Linked DNA regions of Rattus norvegicus: region 1 is linked to region 2. The links are chromatin contacts, called in public Hi-C maps. All regions are on one chromosome and are shown on one strand. The core of a region is the stretch at or near the end of the contact, and the rest is flanking DNA. Distances in the headings are between cores, read along the strand shown.

Region 1 (6,831 bases), core at 2,176-4,675, 220 kb before region 2:
AGACACTTAGGTATATATGAATCATTATCAGAGAAACCAGATTTGTGAATTTATCAAACACATCAGACCAAGGAATTTTGCAATTCCTGTGTTATATGAATTGGCAGATAACAAAATGCAGACTGTCTCCAACATAGTTTATCTCTCTGTTGGACTAAATCCAGTTGAACTTCCATTCATCTGGATCCATTGCACCCTAAGCCAGCTGTGAGGCCTTGAACCAGTGGTGCTTTGGCAGCCCTGCCACAGAACAGCTCTGGGATTGGGTTCCTTGTATTTACTGTTTTATCTATTATAATGATTGTCCTTTGCATTTGGATCAGCCTTTGGCTGGTTGCCTTTAGTTAGGATCCTTAGAGTTCTGGGTGTTAGCATTCCTTCTAGACTCAGGCTCCACCCCGCAGTTACCTGGCAATAGCCAGGTTTGCATGACTCACTGTAAAAGGGACTGTTTGTCCCCTCCTCACTCTCTTATCCTCTTTCTCTCTGCACCTTCAGTCTCTCTCCCCACCCCATCCCCCCTCTCTCCATATGTTCCTGGCTCTCTTCCTCTCTCTTTCTGCCTTTCTCTGCTTCTACTCCAACTCCCTTTCCCATCTCCTAAATAAACTATTCCATACTATATCCGTTGTGTGGCTGGTACCTCAGGGGGAAGGGGTACCTCAGCATGGGCTCACAGAGGCCCATTCCACCTCACCACACCACAACTCGACCAAACACATTCCTGGTTCTTTCTTTTTTATAAAACACTACACTGTGGACATTTTTTTTCTTTTTACTTTTCCTGTTGTGTAGCTCATATTTCATTGTGTGACATATGTGATTTGAGATTTAATATTAGCAATTAAGATTGCAGTGTAATAAAAGAACCTTGATTTTGGGCAGATTTAGGTTGGTCATGCCTATAATCCCAGCACTCAGGCTGAGGCAGAATGACTACTTCAAGTTGGAAGCTAGCCTGAGCTATATAGTACATTTCAGGCAGAAGTATTTGAGACTGCCTCAAAAACCAAACCAAACCAACCAACCAACCAACCAAAAATACTTGAGTACCAAGCAAAATCAATTAATTTAGGTAACTTGGGCCATGAGATTGCACAACTGGTAAAGCGCTTGACACTCAAGCACTAGGAACTGAGTTCAGTGCCCAGTACTCAGTTAAAAGCTGGACATGATGGCACAGTGTTGGTGAAGCAGAGACAAGAGGGTTCTTTGGAGTTGGCTTGTAGTCGGACTAGCAGAATTTAAGAGCTCCAGATTCAGTGAGGGACTCTGTCCCCTAAAAATACAGTGGAAGATTACTAGAAAATGCCAAAACCAGTCTCTGGCCTCCACAGCATGGATATGTTTATACATATTTAACTGCAAACTCAGAGATTTGCCTGCCTTTGCCTCTTGAGTGCTAGAATTAAAGGCATGCACCACGGTCTGGCCAAAACCTTTTATTAGGAAATGACAGCTTCAATTTAGACATAAGGGAATGAATGAATCCTGTTTGACTAATCTTTCCTCCTAACTTATGCTATAGTTCATTTGAGATAAATTACAGAAGACTTGATATCAAGAATGGTGAGGACTTTGCTATTGTTGAGGGTTTTCTTGAGGTTTCTTTGAACATTATTCATATGACAAGCCTCACTAGCTTGCTCATCTTACAAAGTTTTGAAGATTTCCAGCAATTTCCAAGAATGTAGAATGTTGGCTATAAAAACATTATGCTATATAAGAATAATCTTTGTCTTCCTTTGGCCTCTGATATTTAAGTATTTTCCGGAGGAAAGTATGCTTACTACCAGATTTCCACTTCAAATGCTAATTTCCTTAGCAATCAATGCTGGCATACATGGTATCACACACGGGATCCAAGGAATTTTTTCTTAAAGTGACAAGATTTTTAAACAAAGTTCTTTTCACAAATCAGTTTTCATGCCAAAATACTGAAACCAGTATTGGGTTTTGTTTATGCCCTTCCTACTCTTCTCAAAATGGGGGAAATTCTGATTTAAATTGGACTCAAATGCCATCCATTCCCTAGTGATCTCACTCTAGCCCAGACACACCTGGAACTCAAATCTTTCAGCTTCTGCCACCCTTCCGAATCTTAAGACCAGAGGTGTGAGCAACGCACAGAGGGTTCTAAACAAGATTATCTCAGATCAGCTCCTATTGCTCACTCACAAAGGGGAGCACGTTCCCTAGCAAGCATAATGAGGATTATCTGTTCTCTGTGGGTCTGAATCCCCGGAGGGTGAGAGTTTTGAGCACCAAGGAGACGCCTTTCTCACTTTTTCATCTCTTTTAGAGCCTCACACTGGGCACTCGGTGGGTTGGGTGACACTGAAGGACCGGGACGCTACTTTGGCGAGCTTTTGCCTGCCAGAAACTAACTCATCCCATTCAGGTGATTCTTCACGTCCCCGAGGTGGCGCCACCGCAGGTGTGTCAGCTAGTGCACCGGTTCCCGCCAACAGCAGAGCATTTGAAACCAAGCAGCGGCCGCAGATCCGTGACCTCCGGACCACCACCTGCCAACGCTTCGTGTGGCCCGTACCTGCTCGCTGACCCCGCGTGGGGGAGGCGACCCGGGCGTTCGCTCTGCTGAGAGAAACGCTCTCCTAGAAGTCTCCCAGGCACTGCTTTTACTGGCCCGGAGACGCTGTCCGTTTTTCCCTAAAGGTGACAGGAAGCGTGGAGTGAGGATGTGCTCACGGGTGTGGAGGTGGCCTGAGACCCGTCCCGGCTGACTGCCGAACGCAAAGTCCACAGGCAAACTAAAGCACAGCACTGCCAGCGGAGACCCTGAAACACTACTCAGCCACCCCGTGCCCCGGCGCCACGCCCACTGTGGGAGGAGCGCCGCCCTTCGCGCGAGAACTCGCTTCGCCTCCCCTCTTCCTAGTGCGAAGTCTCGCGAGAAGCAGCTAAAGAGCCGGCCTGCAACCTGCCCGGGCGGCTCTGGTAGGCGCAGCCGGTGGAGCTGCCGCCTTACACCTAGTACCGGAGGGATCCGGTTGAGTAGGCGGAGGGAGCGGAGCGTCGCTCGCTCGCTCTTGTAGCTCTTCTCCTCAACTCTCGGTGGACGTCTCAAGGGCCGGCAGGTTGGAGTGGGCCGGGTGCGGGCGGCTGGGTTTACAGTGGAAGCCGAGGGCGAGGTTGGCTGCTGTGACTGGGGTCCGGGAGGCTGGCGGCGGCTCCAGGAGCGTAGGGAGCGGTACTCCGGGCCGCCGGCTCCGGTACTGGGTCGGGAGAGGCTGAGAAAGGTGCTGCTTTGGGGGTTAGGAGTCTGGAGGCCTTTCCCCAGGGGAAAAAAGGCTATTTTTCTCACACCTCCTTTCCAACCTCCTTTCCAGGGCAGAGTAACCCAGTGCCCCGCCCCTTTCCTGTCATCTTTGGGTCACCGCAGCGACAACCCTAAGGAGGCGCATCACAATAGGGCGGTGAGTAAGGCTCCAGGTTTGGGGATAAGGTGGTGGGGGAGTCGCCCTTTGGGTGGAGGATGAGACACCTGTAATGTGCTGTGTGGTTTTATCCTGTAACCGTATCAACAATGGTAAAGCTTTGTTTCCCCTAACTTGCCCAGTAAAGGTTCTGATTTACTCTCTGTAAGACACAAGCCCTCTGACACCTCTTATTTTGGGGGTATGGGTTTGAGAGGAGCTGAGATTTCACTTAGTTTGTTAATGTTGGCTAGTGTGCCTAACCTCAGCCTTTCCGGGCTTCTCTCTCTCTCTCTCTCTTTTTTTTTTTCTTTGAAATTTTGAGTCGTGGTCTCTTATTGGTATTTGGAGTCCAGAACATGCTAAAATGTTTTCCACTTTGTGCACTTAGTATGTGAAATTATTTTATAGCCATGAAAGAGTCTGCATGCTTTTTATTTAAGTTAACAATCTGGATGGAGCAGCACAGTGTATTGATTGATTGGCAGTTGGCTTTCTTTCTGTTCTTGCCTGCCTCCCACTCTTTTCTAGCTCCACTGGCTAAATTAGATCAGAACTTTTTAGAAATGGGTTTAGGAGTGAATTTTGAATGAAATAGACTATAGAAATGGATGATAAGATATAATAAAAACATGTAAATGTAAAGACTGAAAAAGTTTCTGTACTAGAGAGTCCATCTACAACTCAGCCCTCGGCATTGAACCAAGGACTGATATTGAATATCAAGCAGAAAGCATTAGAAAGTACTTGGAAAATTACTTAATGGGAGATAAAGATGAGTTAATATAGTTTTCGAGGACAGTTACTTTTGAAGATTTTAGGCATAATAGTTTTCTCTAACATAGAGCTTAGAGTATTCAGCATTTATGGGCGGAGAGAAGGTAAGGAGGGAGCTTCAGAAACATGGAGGAGCGAGTTTAGGACCCAGAATAATGGAGTTCAGAAAGTTCCAAGCAATGTTTTGAATTGTTAGACATTTTTTCATATTATTCAAATTTCCAGGTGGGCTTTTTTCCTCCTATGTTACCCTCCAGCCGATCTGAATTTTGTTTTGTTCTATTCTTCAAAGACTTGTGTAACTATTTTTTAACCATTAAATGAAATCACAAAGAACGGTGGTCTGCTTTATGGCCTTTTACATTTAAATGGTCTCATGGAGTGTCCAAGTGATCTGGAAATACTAGCATCCCTAGAATCCCTTAGAAGTAAGAGTGAGGACCATGCACATGCTGGCAGGTACTAGACAGCTGGCTGTTCTCTGAGAGACGTCAGGATTCAAGCCCATCTGATTAACTGTGTAGATGAGTGTGGAGTCAGTCTTCAGCTTTCTTAAAGAATACAGGAACTCCAGATTTTTAAGTTCGATTTCCCCATTTTTGAAATATTCACAGGTAAAACAAAAAAGCCTTCATGTAACACAACCAAACCTAGCTGTATTTTAACATACGAGAGTATTTTAGAGCTTTGTTTTATATCTTGGTTTAGGAGCTGTGTATAGGTCAGAATTAATTTTATAACTAGAAACAAGTTTAAATCAACTATGTCAGTTTGGAATTATAGATTTTTAGAATTGTAAAAAATGTCTAATCTTATTAAAATCAATACATGGTTTAGTGCCCTTTAAATACAGGGCTACAGACTAAACATAATTTCTAACGTAGTATCTCATTGTCTACACTTTTGTTTTTTGGGGGTTTTTTTGTAGTTTATTACTGGTTTGAAATCATTAGATGGGAAAAAATCCATAAATAAGCTCGTAAGTTTTAAATTGCATACCATTTCAAGTTCAATGATAAAATTGTGATTCTCACACTACCTGCGTGGAATATAAACCACTTCTTTTCTCCAGTGAATCTGACCAGGATGTGCTACCCATCCATCTGCCACTTTAGTAGTAATTTGTTTATCAGACTGACTGATAATTTTACAGTGTGTTCAAGAACTCTTATTTTATTTAGTGATGGCCCACAGTACAAAAGCAGTGCTGTTACTAATTCGTCTACGTCAACAAGAAGTCATAATGTGCTTCTTGTATGTGAGAAAAGTGAAAGTTCCAAACTTCATCAGGAAGGAAAAAAACCATGCCAAGGTTGCTAAGATGTGTAAATTTAGTCACAGAAACATTTTACTAGGATATATTACAATTTTTTTCTATCTTATTGTTAATTATTGTTACTGTGTGTAACCATTAAAGTTTCTCATAGGTGGTATACATAAGGATTCATTTGGTACTAGTCATAGTTTAAGGCATCTACTGATAACCTTGGAATATATACTTTAAGAGGGACTATATTAACATTTTACTATGGGAATAATGATGAAAACTTTTGATTTGTTTTTATTATTTAATTTAAAAGTATCAAGAGTATATTGCTTTATTTAGAAGGTTACTTGTACCTACTATGTAAAATTAAGTCCAGGATCCCATCTACCGTCCATTTCAGGATCTGAATACTTGTTATTTGCTATACCTTATCACACTGTGTCCCTGGGTATTGACTTTTACCAGAGGAAATACTCAGACCCTGGCGAATGGGTAGAGTGAGAAGCTTGGCAATGGGATGAAGAAGGCAATGTGAAACAAATATTCTTGTGCCTCTTCTTTACAGAAGCCATTGATTTAAATTCTTTTTTCTAGTAAGAAGAATGTGTACTTTGATTAAACTTTGTGTCTGATACATTGCATGACTTAATGGCATTTATGGAATTGAACCTTGTGGATTAAAACTCATTTATTTACTAGTAGGAAGTATTTTAATCACATAATCTGCTTCAAGCTTTGTTGGGCTGTGAGGAATGGGAGTTTATAGGTCAAACTCAAGTCCCAAGAGGTGGATATTGCAAAGTAAGGGTCTTTATCTTAGTGGTAAAGTCATGAAAGCCAGCCATGTAAGGAACAGAGTTTTAAAAAGGAAGAAGGAATAGCTAAATACTCCTTTGTTACTATGCAATTGTACAAAGAGGACTGATACAACTGAGTTTATTAAAACTTGTATGAAGACTGCAAAGGATATTTTTTTAAGTCAGGACTTTAGGCGGAGAGTGTAATATACTAGATTTTCTTATGTTTAGCCCAGTCTTTTTAAATTCAGTGAGGCTAATATCTCTTCATCAGTTCCCTGCTTGAGGAAGTGAAAAGAGCAAGGGATGAAAAGAGAAGATGTGTTATGTTTATAAAATGTTCCTGAGAGTTTTAAAAACATTTTTATTTATTATTTTCATTTATTACATCCTCACTGGTTTCCCCTCACTGCTTTCCTAGTTCCTATGCCCTAGTCTACCCTCTTCCCCAGAGCTGCTCCTCCTATGTTTCCCTTCAGAAAAGAACAGGGCTCCCAGAAATATCAACTGAACATGGGACATACTTCATATTAAGTTAAACGAAGCAACCTAG
Region 2 (6,750 bases), core at 3,170-5,669:
TAGACTTTCCTACTTTCTACCATTCCTCATCAAACATTCTAGGCCAAAGCAGTATCATGGGTGGCTGGGTGGCCATTTCAATTCATGAAAGCACCACATCGCTACTCACTCCAGCGCTTCCCTTCAGTCCTAACAAACATTTAACTCTCAAAGTGATTCAGCTGAGCCTGGGGGGGGGGGGAGGGATGTAGCTCATCAACAGAGTACTTGACACACATGTGCAAGGCCCTGGGTTCTATTCCAACATTGTGCATACACAATGACCAACTACTTAGAAATAGCAGCCTAGGCACTACCTGGAGGCTTCTGGGGTCCCTGTTTCTTGGAGGGAAGAGGGGCAAGGATTAGTGATACTTGTCAGAGTCATAGAAAAGAGTTGGGGAAACTGGGCCCTGGTGTTTGTTAGCTGAGCCTTGGTGTTAGTTTGGCCCCTCTTTGTTCTGTCTTTCATGAGCACTGGCCTTCAGAGTTCTGTCTCCTTACTTCTGATCCAGTTCCCTTCATCTCATTTGTCTTTTACCAGTTCTGTCCTGTTTGTCTCTCACCCAAGCTATACACTGGGGCTCTCTGCCTTGGAGACTTTCTCTAATCTAATCTACCTTGCCCGTGGTCACATCTTAACTTTGAATTCTTTCTTTTTTCTTATCCCTTCTTCTCCCTCTCCTCCCCTTTTTGGAGGGTGGAGTAGGAGAAGGGTCTGTAACTCCCAAACTGGGCTCAAACTTGTAATAATCCTCTGGCCTCAGTCTCCTTAGTGCTTGGATTATAAGTGTGAGCTATCATACTGGGAAATTTTCTTTTTAATGGTTTTATTCTTTGAGATCATGCATACGTGTATACCTGTGTAGGTACATGCATGTGAGTGCAGGTGCTTGTAGAGGCCAGATGAGGGCAGCAGATCCCGCTGAAGCTGGAGTTACAGGTAGTTATGAACTGCTCAATGTGGGTGATGGGAACTGAACGTGGGTCCTCTGGGAGACCAGCTTTTCTAAGCACACCCCACGCCGCTGAAAAGTCTTTCCTGGGTTTATAATCACTTACAAGGCAACGTCCAGAGTCTCCAACCAGACAAGCTTCAGTCTTGCTGTCTGGTCCCTGCGTGCTGCTCCATCTCATTCCCTGGCTCAGTCTGGCTTTTCTACACGTGGTTTCTCTAGGAACCACCCAGCTATCTGCAGCTTCCAGTAGATGGTACTTTGTGCTCCTTAGCTTTGCTTTGTTTGTAAAGCCCACTACTATCTCCTTCTTCCTCTTTCTCCATAGTTCTGCTTTCCAGCCTTGTGCTTCAATGAGGGATGCTACCCCTCCTACCCCCCAACAGGCTTTCACTATAAGCAAACCCCTCTCCTCACCTTCCCAAAGTAGAATCACTGGTTTTTCCTTCCATGTACCTCTGAGCATTGTATAGATAACACTGTCATTAATTACCTCTCTGTATTTGTATTTAATGCCTGGTTCATTCCATTATTTGATAACTGTTCATTGAACATCTGCTACAAGCCAAGCACTGTTCTAGAGTTTGCCAGTACAATGAGGAGCGGAGTCCCTGCATTCTGTGAGTAGGATGCACAAAACTTGCAAATCGACAAGTGCATAATTTAAAGCCAGTAGAAAAAGATGGCTGGATATGGTGATGGATACCTGTCATTCTAACACTTGGGAGTCAGGAGGATTGACACAAATACCAGGCTGCTGGGCTACATAGTAATTACAAGATCAGAAAGGGAGTCATAACAAGATCTGTCTCAAAACAAAAAACAAAAACAAAAACAAAAACAAAACCCTGGAGAGCTGTCTCAGTGGTTATAAACACTTGCTGCTCTTGCAAATCACCTGGATTCAGTTCCCAGCACCAGTATCTCATGACCTGCACCAGTCCCAGGAGAGCCAATGCCCTTTGGTTTCTGAAGGCACCTGCATGCATGTGGCACACACACACACACACACACACACACACACACACACACACACACACAAATAGTAGGATCTTAAATTTCAGGTTAAAAAAATTATGACAACAACAATGAACACTACACCAAAAACCAAACAAATAAACTCACCTCAAAAGCAAAGACACAAAAGAAAACAAAGGACTGGGAAATTAAGGCTGGAATGCTGTTTCAGCTAGAGTGGGTGGGACATTTGGGGAACGAGGGCGGCGGCTGTGGGCAGTGCTGTGCATTGAGTGTCCTGAGACATCTGTGGGGAGTGTTTGAGGAACAGCAGGAAGTGAATAGGACTGGGGAGGAGTTGAGGGAAGGGCAGTGCTGTGTAGACAGGTCAGTAAGGGAGCAAGCCAGCATATTGGAGCATAGTAAGGCCTTTGGGGTTTATTCTGCACGAGCCAGGAAGCTGTTTCTATATCTCCAGAAGAGGAGCGAAATCTGCTTCTCCTTTACAAGGCTCAAGCTGGACCTGAGCAGCAGTGTGCTTGCCCGTATGTGCAAGGTCTTAGGTTTGAATCCTACGGTGCTCTGAATGGGAATGACTGCATGGGCTGCAGGGAGCTTTGAGGTTCCAAAACCCTCTGCAGTTCTCAGTGCTTGATAGGCCTCTCTGCTTTCTACTTGAGGATCCAGATCTTAGCTGTTCTTGTTGTCATGCCTTTGCTCCACCATCATGGACTCTAATTTTCTGAAACCATAAAGCCCAAGCAAATGCTCTCTGGTACATGTTACTTTGGTCAGGGTGTTTTGTTTCAACAATAGAAAAGTAGCTAATGCAAAACCCAACACTCTCTCTCTCTCTCTCTCTCTCTCTCTCTCTCTCTCCCTCTCCCTCTCCCTCTCCCTCTCCCTCTCCCTCTCCCTCTCCATCTGCCCCCTCTCTCTGTGGTGTGTGTGTGTGTGTGTGTGTGTGTGTGTGTGTGTGTGTGATAACTTAAAGGCTTCAGGCTGATATCTATGTATGAGATTAGAGCGGAAGGACCGGGGTGTGTGGGATACTCCAGCTGTGATGAGGAAATGACTGGTTGGGGCAGTGGTCATGATGAGAGAGGATGGATTCCAGTATATTTTCAAGGTAGAGCTTGGTAGACAAATTGGATTTGGGGAGAGAGAGAAAATCGGTGAATCAAGGGCGACTCTCCCTGATTCATTCACATGTCACTACTTCCCTCAAAACCAACCCTCTCCTCCTTGTCCCCCATTTTTCTTAAATCCTAGATGCTTTATGGTTAGAAGTGTATTTTTCTCTCCACAAGGAATTCACTATGTGTGTGTGCACATAATCTTCCTTCTATAACTTCTAGAGATGGGGGAAGGGTCAACATTGCTCTGCATCCCATCCTTGAGGTGAGGGAGGCGGCATCCCTCTGCTCTCCCGAGAGCTCTGAGAGCCTGTTCTAACCCTTTCCATCTTGGCCTCCTGAGTGGAATGCCCAGCAGTCACTGGTGTCTCCAGACCAGGGAATGAGCTTCCTTATTTTAAAATTTATTGGACCTGTTGACAAGAAGACATATTCCATCTACACCACCACAGGTGGCTGGGGTGGATGAGTACAGCTATGCAGTAAGAACTCAACTAAATCAAACATAACTCAGAAGCCAGGATAATGCAGCCGAGAACAAATAGACAGCAGCAGCAGCAGCAGCAAATCAGCAATAGCAACAAAACCCCCAAACCATTTCTTTTCACATGTTGGTAGAAACTCAGAAGGGAGAAAAGTGAATACAAATGTAATCGTGCTTCTAGACGTGACGACATTCTCACCTCTGCCCCAAGGCCAGGGTAGCTTGTGTCAGAATTCTGGTAAGACAGATACCTTAAGGTCCTGGTTGCAGCCAAGGCTCAGAGCAGGGCCCAGAGGAAGAAGTGATCCCCAGAGACGATCTGACATGCAGGATAGCATCCCACCCTGAGAGCCCCTGTTGAGTGAGACAAGAGGCCGCTGAGAAAGGCTCAGAGATTAAGGTCCTTAACCGCAAACTATGTCAGCTGAATCCTGAAGCAGGGTAGTTAGAAATGCTCACCCTGGCTCTCAGGGTATAGTGAACCCAGCTGTGGGGATAAACTGATGGTATAAAAGAAATGGCTTTTGGGGAGGGTGCCACATATGTGCCTCTCTCTCTCTCTCTCTCTCTCTCTCTCTCTGTGTGTGTGTGTGTGTGTGTGTGTGTGTGTGTGTTCCCTATTTCCTCTTCAAGAAAGGAGTTAGAAACTGTGAGAATAAAATAGGACGAGAGCAGCCATTAGCTTTGCAAACTGAATTCAGCATTGCTGATCTGGTCCCTTTAACATGGCGTAGGGCTCTGTTCTCTACAGCATTTGGTTTAAACTTGGAAACAACTTGCTAAGTCAGCATCTTCCTGACTCCCTTTTCCAGTTGAAGAGTGCCAGCTTGACGTGTCCACTGTTGGGAAGTAGTGAAGTGAGACTCCAGCCCCAGACATAGCAGACTGGGTGACTGGAGCCCGTGCTCCCGTTCACTTATGCAGCCAAGGGAAAAACAATGAGTCCTCCTTTGTGTGTGAGTCAGAGCAGAGTCTGTGTACTCACCCTTCCTCCAAGGTTATGCGTCTTCCAGAAGAATACAACCAGAGCCCCAGCCCTGGGGAAGAGCCAGGCTTGGGGCCACCGCTGCCAGAACTGGTTTCTGTCTGCTGGTTTCTGCTTTGGTGTCTCTTTGTACCTTGTCTGAGGGCTCCCTTCTGAGGTGCCATTCAGCTGAAGTCTAGGGAGAGGGAAGCTCTCTGGCTCACCGCTTCCTGGGACAAGGTGGACAGTGGGACGGGTCATCAGTCCTGATTAAATTCAGATCTCAGACACTTGACTACCCAGGCCAGGAGCCTTAGGCTTATTTGGGAGTTTGATCTTCATTCCATATTTTTATTTATTTTTCTCCAAGTATAAAAAGATAGCGTAGACTTTTCCCCAAATGACATTCAGCACATTGGCAGTGCAAGGGCAGTGAGAGTGCTTCGGAGATAAGCTGCCTAAGTTTCTTTCGTGTTTCTCTCATGCATCTTCAGGAAAGAGAGCAGAACTCTTGACAGGGTTAAACCTTAAGAGGCTCCAGATAGGACATAGGCTGCCATTTGTCACCAACCCAGTGGCTCCCAATTCTCTTTCATTGCCGAGATCCCCTTGAGCTGAATCATAAGAACCCTCCCTGCAAAAGGCAAAACACAAAGCCTTTGACTGAGAAGGAAAATAAACGCTAATCAGACATATTTTGCCTTAGGAAGGAAAAGGTGGGTGGAGGCCTTCAAGCAGGCTGGGCTCCTATTTGAGCCAACAGTCCCAAGGTGCTGTGTGCACTGAGATTTGAAGACTAGCTACTCCCTGAGAATGGCTCTAAGACAGTCAACGTCTCCATGGGAGATGCCCCTTTTGCGTGAAGAAAAGTTATTTTGAGCCTTCAACAAAGGGGAGGGAATAGAAGCCGCAGTTCTTTCTGGGAACTCACAGACTGGGCAAGTGTCCCTCCACTCAGGGACAATAGCTTGGAACGGAAATGTGTGACCTGGAATGGATCTGCAAATGCCAGGGGGCAAACTTGGGGAGAAAAGAGGAGATAAACCAGCAGCTTCCAAAGATTGGCAGGCCAACTGTGGATCGCTGCTAGGAGCACACGTCTTGCTACTCCTCCCTTCTCGAAGTCAGAATCATTTTCCTAGGCCCTTATCTTCTTTGTAATATGATCCCTCATGCCCCAGCCCCTGAGAAGACAAGGACAAATGTTTGTTCACCTGAGATATGGCACCAGCAAGCAATTAAAGAAATCATTCCACCCAAATCTGACTTTGGGAACCAGTGAGGCTACTGTGGTTACCTCCAGGATCACTGTGACTAAAGGCACCCAGCTTGGAGGACAACCTGGAAAAGCTGTGTCCCTGAAGAGCCAAGCATAGCTTATAGGCACCTTCCCCAGAGTCCCCCTTTCCCTGGTAATTGTTTACTGTAAGATAACCCAGGTGTGTGTGTGTGTGTGTGTGTGTGTGTGTGTGTGTGTGTGTGTGTGAAACCTGTAACTTCCAGAGCTTCCTGAGGCTACTAAGTTTCATGACCTCGCAGAGCCTTTTAGGATATTTCTTAACTTGAGGAGTCTGAGGAGACTCCACCTTCCTGCCTCTCTCCAGGAAGGAATGCTTCATCTTGGAGGGAACAACTTCAGAAAGCCCGCCATCCCTGGCCTTTATGTCACCTCTGCCTACCAGATCCCAGGCTCTCTATGGCCTCTTGCTTTGTAGCTGTCTACCTCAATTCATTCTCTCTCTCTCTCTCTCTCTCTCTCTCTCTCTCTCTCTCTCTCTTTCTCTCAATGGGATCTCTTCACATAGCCCCAATTGTACCTGAAACCACTCTGTAGACCAGGCTAGCCTCAAACCCACAGAGATCAACCTGCTTCTGCCTCCCAAGTGGTGCTGGGATTAAAGGCATGCACCACCATGTCCAGCTATCAGTTTTCTGATCTCTTCTCAGGGTTAACCTTGGACTGTTTTTGCTATAGCCAAGGTCTAGGAAAATCTGGGCTTTGTCTAGGAACAGCAAGGGGTCCCCTTAGCTCCCATATCAGCACCAGGGCACAGTCTGTGGGATGTCAACAAACATCTTAATTCAACTAAAACTTGGTCTCACATCAAGGATTTGTGCTTGACATCACACAGGGCTTGTGAAGGTCTGGTTATGATGTGACCTCTGCAGTCACACGAGTACCTCCATATTCTCACGACTCTGATCACAGTAAGGCAGGAATCATGGGTATCATGAGGCCAACTAGTCAAAGGGCCTCACTGCCCTTTACATCCT

Evidence for each region. Hi-C and Micro-C count contacts between places; a contact is called where the count stands out from the background.
Region 1: a contact with region 2 is called in a Hi-C map of mammary epithelial cells, with 1.9 times the contacts expected there. The contact joins the promoter of LOC134484822 here to the enhancer-like site in region 2. A contact is called at or near these places in 5 of 12 Hi-C or Micro-C datasets (the A7r5 cell line, Schwann cells, frontal cortex and 2 more).

The regions. Positions count from the first base shown.
Region 1 is chr1:176,919,745-176,926,575 of GRCr8, reverse strand. LOC134484822 reads right to left here and starts at 3,425. Exons shown (of 3, transcript XM_063280717.1): 1 at 3,422-3,425; 2 at 2,552-3,387. The coding sequence starts at 3,425. It overlaps Btbd10 (BTB domain containing 10), which reads left to right and starts at 2,913. Exons shown (of 11, transcript NM_001399401.1): 1 at 2,913-3,098; 2 at 3,351-3,437.
Region 2 is chr1:176,705,455-176,712,204 of GRCr8, reverse strand. No RefSeq gene overlaps it. Among named protein-coding and RNA genes, the nearest start is that of Bmal1, 57 kb to the left of the region's middle. Within about 2 kb of position 4,419, at least 40 of the 93 cell types and tissues checked have an H3K27ac peak or open chromatin away from gene starts, as enhancers often do. A contact at or near this core is called in the A7r5 cell line and Schwann cells, where this site is marked.